Regions from separate parts of the Sus scrofa genome. Here region 1 is linked to region 2. A link is a contact called in public targeted proximity ligation data. All regions are on one chromosome and are shown on one strand. The core of a region is the stretch at or near the end of the contact, and the rest is flanking DNA. Distances in the headings are between cores, read along the strand shown.

Region 1 (2,700 bases), core at 11-2,510, 320 kb before region 2:
GGAAAGCTCCAGTGTCTGGGAGGAGGACCAAGGGCCATATGGACCAAAAACAGTAAAGGGAGAAAGACTTTTTTCTAAGTATCATTTTCTTATTTTAGTTGAATTTCCTGAGATGCACGAATCTCTCAGTCCTAAACTGAAAGTTATTCATATTTTTCAATTTCAAAAACTAAATTCCATAATCTAATAAGATGGGGGGTGAAATTAGTCATTGCCTTTTTTTTCTACTTTTTTTTTAGAGCCGAATCCGAGGCATGTGGAGGTTCCCAGGCTAGGGGTTGAATCGGAGCTACAGCTGCCGGCCTATACCACAGCCACAGCAAGATAGGATGCAAGCCTCGTCTGTGACCTACACCACAGCTCATGGCAATGCCGGATCCTTAACCCACTGAGCAAGGCCAGGGATCGAACCCACAACCTCGTGGTTCCTAGTTGGATTCGTTTCTGCTGCGCCACAACAGGAACTCTGTCAGTGCTTTTGGTTTTGTTTCTCTTTCTTGTTGGTAATATTGAGGGTTCTCTTCATTACTTTTTTTGCCCTTCTCACATATGGTTATTTAATAAAGAGTAGAAATCACATCTGACTTCCCCTAATAAGTAGACTTCCCCTATCCAATTTTGAAGCAAGAAGCACATTGTGTAGTTTTAAAAATTCTCATGGTGCATAAGGAAATGGAGATGAAGTGTACGCATTTATTAGAAATAGGAAAACAAAATGATAGCAATTTTTTAGAAGTTCTGCTTTCCTTGCAGTTAGAATATTTTATTCAACTATAATTAGAATTTTAAGATTATTTAAAAATAAATAGTAAACATATAGAAATGATTTGCATTGGCTCTGAAGTGCAAAACTGCTGTGGAATAGGAATTGGCATTGCAACACCATGCAAGTGTTCGGTTTAAAATGGTGTTGGGCCTCCAGCTCCGTCAACTTTTGTTGTGGAACAAACCGCCCCAGAACGCAGTGACTTAACCATTTATTTGGCTTGGATTGGCCGTTTGGACTGGGCTTAGCTGGGTGATTCTGCTGCTGGTCCTGCTGGGGGCTCAGCCACACAGCTGCGGTAAGCAGCCTGATTGGCTTGGGGTTTCTTGGTCTGGGGCTCCCCCTCCTCCGCCCCCATTAGGACAGCTCGTCCCCATTCCATGTGGTCTCATCCTCCAGCAGACTGGTTTAGGTTTGTCCACAGAGTGGCAGAAGGGAGGTAAGATCCTCAAGAGCAGAAGTAGATCTCTGAGGCCCCGGCATGGAAATGGCACAGTGTAATTTTTGCTAGACTCTTGGTCAAAGCAGTCACCAGGCAGCCCAGGTTCAAGGAGTGGGACAGAGGACTCTGCCTCTTGGTGGGAGGAGATAGAAAGTACTGTGGCCAGGTTTTCAGTCTTATTGCCCCAGCTCATGTTTGTTTGTTTGAAACACTCAAATATCCTATGTAACTACTGAAACAGCACTGGCAGAGAGAGAGAGAGAGAGAGAGAGAAAGAATGTGTGTGTGCGTGTGCGTGTGTTGGGGGGGGGTGTGAGAGGAGATTAACCTTTCTTCTCAATGTGCAACCTTCAAAACAAGGGGGTAATTGAAGTAATCTCACTTTTTGAGTCATCCCTTTGATCAGGGACATGTTTATTCAGCTCTCGAAGCAACTGTAGAGATAATTTAGCGTAAGTGAAATTAAAATACAACTGGTGTTCTTTTATGGTATATGTTGAATATACATGTAACAAATGGATATTCAAAAAGAACTGTCTAGGGGCTGACACTAGGCTAGGTATCTAGGTATAGAGAAGAAAGAAATCTGGCACATTCTTTTCTTTCAAGGAGTTTGTGTTCTTACTGGATGGGCAAAATCTATATGCACTTAATCCAACAAAGCCCTATTGATGGATGTGTCTAGGACTGGGCATAATCAAAGATCGTACACAGATGGCTATGACCTAGTCCTTTTGGTGGAGCAGAGAAACAGGTACTTCAAATCACTGTGATTCAAAGCAAAATAATGAGAGCCATGGGAGAAATAGAAACTAAGTACTGCTGAATTAGAAAAAGAATGGGAGGAGGCAAATGATCAGCTGCCAGGATGTGATTCATATAATTAACACCTGAGAAGGGAGGGGTCTTTGAAACAAGAGGGTGATGGCTGCACAGAAAAAATGAGTTTTGAACAAGACTTGGAAGAAGAGGTCAAATTTGAATAAGTGGAGAGGTGAGAATCCTATTTAGTCATTTTAGGATGAAGTTGTATTTTCCCAAGAAGGTAATTATTTAATTAAAGAGAGCCTTTTAAAGTGGCAGCTATTAAAGAGCGTGAGATGATACTGTAGAAAGACAGGAAAGCATTGTGCTGGGAAGATGGCTGGCAGGTTTTTCTCCCTCCAGTGGTACCAAAGCTTAATTTTCTTTCATCAGATACTTGTGTACTTTGGTTGGGAAATTAGAGAATATTTATTTTATTTATAAGGGCTGTATACATTTCATTTTCACTGAGTCATGCTCACTTTAGTTATACATTGATTTGAAAATTAGAAACAAATATTGTGTGTCCCTGCTGACAAGGAAATCAGAAATTAACAAAAGTGAGGAAACCCCCTTGAGTAATGTCAGCTGGTACTTTCTACAAGCACGTCTGGATCTATTTAAGAGCTTAGTTGGTAGAAATTAATTGGGGAATTTCCTTTCCTAAATTTGATGAGTAAATTTGCTT
Region 2 (2,748 bases), core at 147-2,646:
TTGACAAAATCTTTCAAAACATGAAGTCCAAAGGGAAAAATTATGAAAGGGGCCCTTGAGAATGAAAAGTGTGGGAATCACTGATGTAATCCAGTTGTCTGATGGAAAACTTGGTTCTCAATGGTCAGCCTCTGCTTGCCTTCTTCCAGTGTCAGGGAACTTACCACTCCCTGAGGTAGGGCAGATGGGTTCGAGGCTCTCGGTTTTACCCCTCCCCCCTCCACATACACTGTCTAGCTTTGGTGATGCTCAGTTTTCTTCCCAGCTCTGTTGCTAATGGCTGTGTGCTTTGGGCAACTTAGTTACAGTCTTCGATTCTCAAAAATGGTCACTTTCATGATGACAGGCTTAGACCATGTTGGGCATGGTAGAGCCTGCTGAAGTTTACCAATGTCCAGTTCTCCTCTCCTCCTTGGCACATGAATAAGACATTTCCGGCCTCTTTGCATATTGTAATTTGCTTTGCGCAATGGAGCATAGAATGAAGTGACCTCTGACATTTGCAGGCCTAGATGTTTACACTATAAAATATCCCACACCGTGATCTTCCAGGCTTTTCCTATCTCTCATGGCTGGATGATTCCAGGTTGACTTGGAAGCCACCTAATCATGGAAACACAGTATGAAAGCAAACTAGGTCCCTAAGTTAGCTTTTTACAGCAGAGCCTCTTGACCAGAAGTATCACCATTGGACTTTGTGAGATGAGAATGAAAGCTTTTACAACGTAAAGAAATTGAGGTTTGGAAGTTGTTCTTAACAGCTGTCAACATTAATTATATTGAAAGACCAAAAATAACTCATTCCTTCTCTTCCTGAATTCAGAACTAAGAGAGAGATGGAGATAAAAATGTCAACTTTTTAATGGATAAAATTTGGGTTGAAGGACATGGCACAAGTGTATGATCACCAGAAAAGGGATTTGTAATTCTTCTCCCCAGAGTCAGACAGACTTGTCCATCCCTTCAGTGGAAACTCTGAACATCCCCATGCTTATCTTACATGCACATGATCCTATAGGCAGGTCTTCAGGTGGATCCTAAAGAGTAGAAGCCAGAAGTGTTTATCTGTTTTTGTTCTCAAACTCATATCAGAGAAGTGGACCCACCTCCTGTGAAGAGTGAACATCATGGGGAAATGAGGCAGGAAGTGCTACACTGGGTAAGGTCCCCCTACATGGAAACTTGAACCCAAGAAACCAAGGTTCCCACTAAGATTCTTCCCAGACGTAAGTTCGTGAGTACCTGTAAGTGTAAGCTTTCTGAGGATAGAAGCCACATCTCCTCCTTGCCCCCCTCCCCCCCCATGGCATCTAATGCAACACTAGGCACAGAGAGGATGCAGAGCTAGTGCTTCTGATTGACTGGTGACACCTTATGAGCACATGTGACATTTCCCCCACTGGGTGACTCCAGAAGGAGCAGAAATTGCTGTGGTTTGACCCCTCACACTGCCAGTCCTTGCCTAACCCAACAATTTGAGAGTGTGAAAGGCCAAGCTGATGACCCAATCCTTCCTTGGGGAGATAAAAGTGCTCTCCTGCCCACCAAGTCCCATGCTGGGCAAAGCAATTGACCCTGCTGAATTCCTGGCCAGCCCATTGCCCTGGGGGTCAGTGCATATGTCTGCATCTTATCGTTGGTTGCCAGTTCCTCAAGTCAGATACTGAAGATTACTCAAAATATCCTTGAGAAGTACCTTTAGCAGGTAGTGTTTGAAAAAAGATGGAGCTTATTTTTCTCTGTGCTAATATATGTCTGGGGTAGGAAGACCAGCCTAGAATGACAGTTGTGATGTTTTTGATGTTCCGGGCTCCTTCTATCTGTGTGGTTTACCATCCTTAGCTCATAGGTCCCATCCTCAAGATTGACTTATGGTTGTAGGATAGTCATGGAAGTCTTAGCCCTTATGTCCACATTCTAGGTAACAAGAAAGAGAAGGGACAGGGATATATAAGGTCCCCCAGATAAGTCCACTCATTCTTTTTAGGAGCTTTCCTGGAAGCACCACCAAACAAAGAAAAAGTACACCACACCAACCAGAATATAGTCAAAATGGTCACATCTCTCTACAGGGGTACCTGGGAATAGAGCTCTTCAGCTGGTTCCATTGTTTCCTGGACAAAATCAGGATTGTGTTATTAAGGGAGAAAAGGAAGATGGAGAATGGCAAGCCACCCAGAGTGCCTGCCACACCCACCTCTGTATCCTGGCAGTGCTGACCACACAGTAGGTATGTGTGTGTTTCACTCATCTGTTATTACTATCAGAAAATACTCACTGAGTATCAACTCAGGGCAAGGTATATGTGTATAGGTCGAGGAGAAGAATAATACAAAATAAACAAATAAAGCTATAATATAATATTAGGAAATTATACATGCTAAGAAGCAAAGTAAAGCAGGCAAGGTTGGGGGTGGGGACAATGTTAGCTTACATGTTCAAGAGTGGCCTTTATTTGAATGAAACAAGGAAGTAACATGCAGGTTTCAGGGGAATAATGCTCCCAGAAGAAGCTGTGGCCAGGGAGTACACTTGGCAAATTCCAGAACAGATGGGGAGCAGGGAGAAGTAGGTAGCAGCCAGATCACGTTAGACTTTGTAGGCTTCATTGGGACTTGGAAATTTCCTCTTAGATGGAGGGAAGTGATTGGAGACATTGAACATGGAATTGATAAGTTTCCACCCAATTGCTTCCCTTGTCTCTCTCATGTCTTCTTTGACCACTCAATTAGATATCTGTTTAGTCCC

What was found.
Region 1: a contact with region 2 is called in a targeted proximity ligation map of alveolar macrophages. A contact is called at or near these places in 1 of 47 Hi-C or Micro-C datasets (liver) and 1 of 2 datasets of targeted methods (alveolar macrophages).

Annotation. Positions count from the first base shown.
Region 1 is chr4:14,500,846-14,503,545 of Sscrofa11.1, reverse strand. The region is part of intron 4 of NSMCE2 (E3 SUMO-protein ligase NSE2); the gene reads left to right. Among named protein-coding and RNA genes, the nearest start is that of WASHC5, 96 kb to the left of the region's middle.
Region 2 is chr4:14,178,674-14,181,421 of Sscrofa11.1, reverse strand. No RefSeq gene overlaps it. Among named protein-coding and RNA genes, the nearest start is that of TRIB1, 120 kb to the left of the region's middle.